3 separate regions of the Zea mays genome follow, and regions 1 and 3 are each linked to region 2. Evidence: chromatin contacts called from public Hi-C data. All regions are on one chromosome and are shown on one strand. The core of a region is the stretch at or near the end of the contact, and the rest is flanking DNA. Distances in the headings are between cores, read along the strand shown. Region 1 has its middle 37 kb from the start of LOC103645941. Region 2 holds the start of LOC100194281 (Imidazoleglycerol-phosphate dehydratase 1 chloroplastic). Region 3 holds the start of LOC100277416.

Evidence for each region. A called contact is a pair of places that touch in the nucleus more often than the background predicts.
Region 1: a contact with region 2 is called in a Hi-C map of ear, with 2.3 times the contacts expected there. The contact joins the enhancer-like site here to the promoter of LOC100194281 in region 2. A contact is called at or near these places in 2 of 25 Hi-C or Micro-C datasets (ear and tassel).
Region 3: a contact with region 2 is called in a Hi-C map of tassel, with 2.0 times the contacts expected there. The contact joins the promoter of LOC100277416 here to the promoter of LOC100194281 in region 2. A contact is called at or near these places in 2 of 25 Hi-C or Micro-C datasets (ear and tassel).

Annotation. Positions count from the first base shown.
Region 1 is chr2:10,372,297-10,375,173 of Zm-B73-REFERENCE-NAM-5.0, forward strand. It overlaps the pseudogene LOC103645940. Among protein-coding and RNA genes, the nearest start is that of LOC103645941, 37 kb to the right of the region's middle. Within about 2 kb of position 1,390, at least 19 of the 20 cell types and tissues checked have an H3K27ac peak or open chromatin away from gene starts, as enhancers often do. A contact at or near this core is called in ear and tassel, where this site is marked.
Region 2 is chr2:9,991,379-9,994,163 of Zm-B73-REFERENCE-NAM-5.0, forward strand. LOC100194281 (Imidazoleglycerol-phosphate dehydratase 1 chloroplastic) reads right to left here and starts at 1,494. Exons shown (of 8, transcript NM_001367084.1): 1 at 1,219-1,494; 2 at 916-1,043. The coding sequence starts at 1,420.
Region 3 is chr2:10,414,243-10,416,942 of Zm-B73-REFERENCE-NAM-5.0, forward strand. LOC100277416 reads left to right here and starts at 1,416. Exons shown (of 10, transcript NM_001150981.2): 1 at 1,416-1,745; 2 at 1,827-1,895. The coding sequence starts at 1,476. LOC111590992 (U5 spliceosomal RNA) reads right to left here and starts at 279; the gene lies at 162-279.

The sequences.
Region 1 (2,877 bases), core at 140-2,639, 380 kb after region 2:
GTATAACATGATATGTTTTTTTCTCTTGAGAGTGACATTATTGCCGCATGCCGGTTAGAAGAGACTTCCTTATCGGTGTTGAGGCAGATGGTAGAGGTGAATGTATACGAGGAGCCTGTAAGACGAATGCATGGTTGGGTGGGTAGGATGTCGGCATCGGTACGATAAAGCTAACCGAATTACTAGTATTTATCTGCACTTAATTTGGTGCTCTTAGTTTTATACTTGTTATTTAAAATCTAGTCCTCCGTGTGCTGTGTAATATGCTGTCAAAGAGATAGTTAGCCCGAAATTTTGCATGACAAAGAAGTGTCCCATGCTCGAAGTTTTTGAACATGTTTAGGCCCCGTTCGTTTCTCTAGGATTGGACCCGGATTTATTCCAACCTATCAAAACTTATATAAATTAGAGAAACAATCCGGTTAGGAACTATTTCAGGTCTTCAATCCGTGAAAAACGAACAGGCCCTTAGGGATGGGGGGAGTCGATCAAGTACGACTTTCGTGTGACAGTTAACGCGAGACGGGCGCATGTTGTTTGCGTTGCGCGCTGACGTAGGGCTTCGTTTCCGTGTTGAAATTTCTGGCAAACGGGCGTCCAGTTTCTCCTTTCTCTAAGCTGATCAAAGAAAAAAACGATTAATCAACGGCAGGTGACGACGTTGGGATTGAAGTCAAGTTGGCACACTTGGGCAGTACGGCCGAAAGGAAAGAAATGCAGGTATCCACGTGTTATACCTCATGCATGTAACCACTCTGACCGTTTTTATCATTTTCGCCTAGCTAGCACCTACTATACTGGTACGATTAGAAAAAAAACTAAGCGGATGTTTAAATGCACTAGAGCTAATAGTTAGTTAGCTAAAAATTTGATGGTAGAATTAGCTGGCTAACAAATAGATAACTACTAGCTAATTTATTAAAAATAGTTGATAGCTGAAATATTAGATAGAGTGTTTGAACGTCTCTAACTAATTTTAGCCACTAACTATTAACTCTAGTGCATTTAAACACCCCATAAACTACCACCATTTGCTTATAGTATAGTGGAAGTTGTCAAGTCACAAAACGCCCTATATAATGGAGATTGGAGGTCGACGTTGTACAATAACAAAAGTGCGGGAGTCTAAACTATTGTTCCACTGGATTCATTGGACCTGTGTCTTGTCAGCTCAGATAAGGTCCCCTTCAACTTGGGTTCTTTAAAAACCTAAATCGAGCTGTTCAATGACGAGCCCCAACGTGAAACCACACCACCCACCATCATCATGACTAGTTAATTCCATAATCACCACCTAACGAGCTTGATCAGTGCCCTGGCTTTCTCTCCAGCGTGCCAGAGTATCTGCTGCCTTTTGGTGGCGCCAATTTCATATAGGCCAAGTGGCAGTGGCTACCGCTGTGCGGGCCCTACTCGCTGCGTCATTGCACGATTCCATATAAATGTAGCTGCTGTCATGTGAGTGTGACACGTTTGTCCATTTCTTCTGTTCGGTTCGACAACTCGATTTCGATCCCCCACTTGTTTCAGAGATATCTGAAGGGAGCAGAAGCAGGAGCAGCAGAGCGAGCAGGCAGAGAAGGGACGATCGAGCAAGCAAGCTCCGGGCAGGGAGAGATGAGGAAGCCCAGGCTGAGTGTCGGCGGCGGCGGCGGCCTCCTCCATGGCTTTCCCTCCCCCGTGCTGCTGTTCTTGCTGCTGCTGCTGCTGAGTTCTTGGAGGGTGGCTGCCCAGGCGCAGCAGGCGCCTCAGACTGATCCGGTGGAAGGTACGTATGTAATAGGGTATGCAATTATGCATGTACCCCACTCGATCGACAGAGCTGTGCTCTGTAAGCTATAGCGATGGTTGTTCGTGTGCCGATGAGAGAGAGGCTTGCCTTGGCTCTGTGGACAGCGGCGGCGGTGAACGCGATCCTGAGCAAGCTGAGGCTGAGCGCGCCGCCGTCGTGGAACATCAGCGGGAACCCCTGCAGCGGCGCCGCGACGGACGACACGTCCATCGACGACAACCCTGCGTTCAACCCGGCCATCAAGTGCGACTGTTCCGACCAAAACAACACGCTCTGCCATGTCACTAGACTGTGAGTCCAGAGCTGCCGCCGCCGCCGCCGCGCTCCCTTTCTCTATCTCTCTCTCCATGACAGATTCACCAATTTTTTTTCCCATCCGATGCCGGTGGCGGTGCAGGAAGATAAACACACTGGACGCAGTTGGCCCCATACCTGAGGAGCTGCGGAACCTCACTCACCTCGTTAAACTGTATGTGCTGCCTGCCTAAAGCTCGTCTCTAAGGCCTGCACTCTTTTTTTTTCTTCAAACTATGTACTATGTATAGTCCCTTCGCCAACTGCTTGCTGTCCCTTTTTTTTGGCATGAGATTATTTCAGAACAAATACTAAGCTTTTTTGGCATGAGATTTCTGCGGTACAGAGGGCTTGTTTTCTCGGGGTAGCTGTCGGCTGTGGACTCTTGTTGGGCCAAGCCCATTAGCAAGTTGCAAATTTTCTCCGGTCTCTGCTGTTTCCGCTCCGCACCAATCCACCTCGAAATGGCCGAGGGATCGCCGGCCGCCGCTGGGCGCATACCATTGCTCTTCGACGGCGCAGACGGCCGTGTCTCACTTGCCCGTCGGAGAAACGAGGAGTGCTCCGCTCGTATTCCGATTTCAAGCTCGGTAGCTTTTCCCCGCAATTCCTAGCTCATTCTTAACCTAGGATAGTAGTTCAAGTCACCGTTGTGTCTGTACCGTATGCTTCCCTTCAGCGGCACAAGCCCACAACCACACTGGCTAATTTGTTTGCCTGCTGATTTTTTTGTGTGTGGCTTGGTCAGTGTCCATGATAACGCATGTATGTTCTCTTTTCACACTTGGGGT
Region 2 (2,785 bases), core at 244-2,743:
GTTAATAACAAAATATTCATAAATATTGACTAACTAAAAATGAAACTATTACATTTATTATTAAAACATCTGCCACAATATATATTTTTTTAATTTAAAAATAATTGTTTTTATAGATATTGTTGGTCAAAGTTTCAAAACTTTGACTTAAGACAAACCTTTGTGACCTTAAGATAGGGAACAGAGGGAGTATGACATGAGTAAAATAGAATAGAGACCATTTAAAGAATAGCAGCCTAAAAAATGTTTCCCAAGGGAATATAATGGAAAGTTGGAAATAGGCGATCTTTTACAAGAATTTTGCATGCTGACTATGGTTGTATTTTAGTATTTACAGTTATTTTTTTGTTCACAAGTGCTACTCACGTACAGTAGTCATTTTTGTCAATTATGTTAGAGGCATACGTCCCACTCACCACATTAGTTGTTAGGTGGAAGAGAAGTAGCACTCTCTCCACAAATCGCATCATGCTATGAAATGGAAAAATGAAACAGGTATTTTGCCAAGTAATTGCTTGATAGCACAGTCCCAATAGTGACCACAAGCAACACGTGGAACTAGAAAAGTGGTAGAGTTTTCCATCCATGTACAGTACATCACTTTCTCAAAAAAAAGTGATGGTACTACTGGCCCTCTTAAACATCTCCTTGACCTAAGAGCAGTAGACATCTTCTTAACTGCATTACACAAAAAGATTTTTTTTCCCTTTCAGAAGATGCCTCCATCAGTCCAATTTATGGATTTGATCAAGATGGCTTCATGTTAACTACGAGCCTCCCCTTTTGCACAAAAAAGTCTATTGTTATCATTCCCCATCCATGCATACCAAATAATCACAAAGAAAAAGAAGTAGAAGTATATTATGTCTATAAAAATGCCCCCGATTCCCTAATTACCACAGATAAACTACTCACATCGAGCATGTGATCCAAGAACGGTATCCCTGTGCTACACTCGGCGACACCAGTGCCATCAAGGTTGATCTTCACGTGCACATTTGTCTCTTTGGTCACCCTCTTAACCTCTCCAATCCTAGAAGATCCTGAAGATTTTGAACGCAATCATTAAAAAAATGTGCTTGGAATAAATACAGTCAGTCGAAATAGCTACCGTAAAGAAGAACAAATATGAAATATGAAGTGCTGGGCACAGCTGAGGAACAAATCAAACACGAAGCTGCACAGAGAGCAAAAAATTCCAGTATGAAACACACGAACCACCTATTGAGTCTCCATGCGCGGTAGGGGGGCCGGCGGCGGCCATGGCAGGCGACGGCTTGAGACGAAGCGAGAAGCCGAGCGCCCTAGCGGAGAAAGCAGGGGCACGACCGACAACACACAGCGAGGTTCTGGGAATCGGGGAAGCCGACGTGGAGGGTAGGCGGGCGGGGGATGTTGAGACGAGCCGCGCGGTGGTCATCGCCGGCGGCGGCGCTGCCGGTTTGCCTGGAGGCAGTGGACAACGGGTTGGGGAGGAGATGAGGGCGCGTGGACTCTATTGGGCCTTGGGTGGTGTAGAGAAGCAGGTTTGCTTATTAGTTGGGCTGGTTGATGCTTCATTTTCTGGGCCATTTGAGGAAAACACTTTGTTGGGCCCGCGCCTCGGAGTTCTTCTCTAGGCTTGTTTCTATTTTCAATTCCACATTCCACAGTTCCCCTAGAAAGTCCACGTTCTGATTTCAAATTAATTTTTCAAATAATAGTTCATGCACAGACGCTTACGTTTACGTAGATTCGACTATTTTATTAAAAACAGGAACAAAATAAAACCGGGATGATTTTCCAGGAAAAGCTACATGCAACTATTTTGTTGGCGCGTGATCATGATTACAGAAAAGCAAATATATAGCAATCCATACCCCCTCATCATTATACAGTACTCCAACTTGTCCTCTGCCTCTCAGAGGAGGGAACCGTCCGCAGTAGCCTTTTTTTAATATCATTTTTGGATGTGATGAAATTGAAGGCGGGGATAAAGACTGCCACCAATTCAAGGTGTATTTATTGGGAACAGTTGGACCAAATTGACGCGCGCACGTAGCGCTAGCACAGCACACAGATAGACTTGCAATTATTATTTTATTTTATTGAAAAATGCCTTCTCCTGTTTACAAGCACTTGGCGTTTTTTTTTTTTTTTTTGATAACGATGCGCTCTTGTAAACATAACTTTGACAACTGTTTTCTGTTTCAAAACATAAATGACCCTCAAATTGGAAAGGTTTCACTCATATTGGTTCTTATACAGCACTACTAAGGCTAGTGTCAGTGTAAGTTCCATCAGGATTTCATTTGTATTTAAAATCGTGACACGTCAAAAAAAAAACTAAATTACTTAGCATGTTAATTATAAAAGAAGAGAAAGTGTGTTTCATCACGATGGAACAGGGTTAATTACGTAAAAGCTGATGTAGCAGTTTTGATAGCTGTGCTGTAAATCTCCCTACCGAGATTGTACAATAGAGTATTTACAGAGCAGATCATAGAGCATAAGAGAGTGCAGAGAAGGCAATCAATTCAAATGCAAAGACCAAGACAAGCGAGGAAGAAGATTTCTATTCGATGCATGGATTTGGTGGATGTTTGCATCAGGTGGTTTGATAAACGTGCGTGTGATTTGGAGGAAATGCGTTGGACATGGATGAACGGGGGGCCCACCCTAGCCTATAACTCCGCTTCGTTCCTTCCCTCATTGAATCCCTCCCCCATCATCTGCACAGATTTTTCAACCAGGAACCACTCTGCATTCATGGAACCATTATTTATTGCGCGGGCGTGTTATTGAA
Region 3 (2,700 bases), core at 166-2,665, 420 kb after region 2:
AACTTCCACTGAAAACGAGGATCTTGGAAATAATTAAAATTTGGATACCAAATTTTCAAAAAAATAAGTTCGGAATTAGGACGACAAAGAAATAAAAAACCCCTCTAATACTTCCTCTAGTACTTTGTAATTTCAAAAGACAACTTATATTTGAATTGTGGGGTTCTCCAACAAGGAAATCCCCTTCAAAAATTGGCGTATGCTGCTATTTGCGGCGCACACACGGTATTCTTTAGTAAAAGGCGAAAGAATAGTTCGCTCTGTGTGCACCGCGCAGCTGCGTGGCTTCTCTTGGCTGCCCAGGTCCTCCTTATATGCTATTCCCACGTTCTGCAACAGACCTAAAGCAGCGAGGTGGTACTAAAACTGCTGGTGCCCGTGAACTAGATTGCCGCACGCGCTCTGCTCTATGTGCGCCCGCGGCTGCCGCGAACTGGGCCTGGCCCGTTACTCCGTGAGGGCGCGCTTGCAACGGTTGGTGCTAGGCCATCTCAGCAGAGATGGATAGACACCTCCGTGAGACTACTGTGAGAGGTTTTTTTTTTTTGCTCTTTCTCTACCTTGGCACAATGGCACGTTATAGACACTTGGGGACTGAATAAATTGGTGAGCAGGAGTTTTATGCTCAACCAGTCCGAATAGATACCTAGTCATCACATATTCTCTGTACCAACCGTACGTCAATATGTATGTTACTTCAGGGACGAACCTAGTACAAAATATGACTTAGGATGTGCTTCTAAGGATGAACTCTAAAATACCATAGCAGTGGCATCTAAATTAGGCTGAGTAGGGAACCTCATGTTAAAATTTAGACTCTAGTACTTGACACAAAAAATGTGCGGCACTCGGCTCTACTTGGGTCCGCCCTGCATTAGTTGGAGGATAAATAAGATTTTCTTAGTACACAAGTTTATAGTTTCTGTTCAAGTGTCGCCTACAAAAGGTAGAAGAGGATATCTAGCTATAATAAGTGTTTTATAAATATCCGTTCTCGAATATTTATCGTCGGCTACTTTATTTTTTTACTAAAATGTGATAAATGAAAAAGAACAGGTAATGCTCTAATTGTGTTTTTTCCGTATATTAGCATTGCTTCGAGCACATACCTTTCTAAACGAGAAAAATGCTAGCCATTCTAGATCATATGGGAGGAATAGAGTGTAGCTCCTACCAACTCACCAATAATAATACGGATGTAAGAAACAAAAGAATGTACAAAGAAAATCCAAATGAATAAAAGGAGAAACAATGAGTGGAAAATGATATGGAGCACCCAACAGTATACGCATACGCCAGGCACCACATGTCCATCCGCGACTCCGCGTCGGTATCCGTCAAGAAATTTTCAACAAAAAAAAAACTTAATTTTCCACTCCTATTCTTCCCCGACGCCGGGGACCAGCGCCAGCGCCACCAAGAAGTGACCCACCCAGGTAGCCAGGTAGGTAACCGCCCGTGCCCCGTCGCCGGCGATGGCGAGGTACGAGGCGTCGGCGGCCGCGCCGGGCGTAGACTTTCACCTTCCCGACGAGATCCTGGCCGTGATCCCCACCGACCCGTACGAGCAACTGGACGTGGCGCGCAAGATCACCTCCATGGCCATCACCTCCCGCGTCTCCCGCCTCGAGGCCGACTCTGGGCGCCTCCGCCGTGACCTAGCCGACCGCGACCACGCCGAGGCCGAGCTCCGTGCCCGCCTCGCCGACTCCGACGCGCGCCTGGCCGCCGCTCTCGACGAGAACGTAAGCTCCCCGCCCTTCCCTTTGCCCCGTAGAATTATGATTTGTGATTGGCTTCTTTGACTACGATCCTTTGTCGCGCAGGCGAAGCTAGCGAAGGAAAGGGACTCGCTCGCCGCGACGACCAAAAAGCTGACCAGGAATTTGGCGAAGGTATGGCCTTTACTAGCTTCCTAGGCCCATCTCAATTCTGGTTACAGGTTTTGGCTTCAGCATTGATTGTTATGTGAAGCCTGCAAATTTTGGGTAGAGGTGTGTTTCGAGTGTACAGTTAGTGGAATTGTTGGGGACTTTCACCAGACTCTGTTCTTTTAATGTTGTTTGCTTGTGTATATCAGAGATGTGCTTTTCAGTGGCCATGATTTTGGACATTTGGTAAAGATGGGACAAACAAGCATTTGATTATTATGAATTTGGATGGTCCGTATGTCTAGCATTGTTTGTAGGTAGTGTGCAAAGAGCCAGTTTTATTGTAGTGTAGTCGGCATCGCAGTGGAGAGTACGTCTTATGTTTTATCATTACTGACTTACTGTGATGAAAGAGAGACAGCCTTTGATTTGTTCTTGATGATTTGAAGTAGTAGATTTATTTTTATTTTTATTTTACTCTGGCAGATGGTTCAACTTTGGCTGGGTACAAAATTGTGATACTGCAGGGGGTTTATATCTTTCAGTCTTAATTACGGATTTTGTGTAGTTGGAAAATAGATAATTTTACTACAGATATTGAGGTTGCGTGACAGATTAATGTGATTCTAGAGAAGCCCGCTGGCCGCTGGTAGTAAATAATTTTGAATACGGTGTTATTGGTATCAGATTGTCAGGCCAGGTTTATGGAAACTGATTCAATAGAGAAATAGCATAAAAACAGGACAGGTTCAGTTACTACTTTACTGTCAGTCACGTTGCAGTTTCAGGCATAGTGTTGCAGGAACTATAATAATTGGATGTTTTTTTT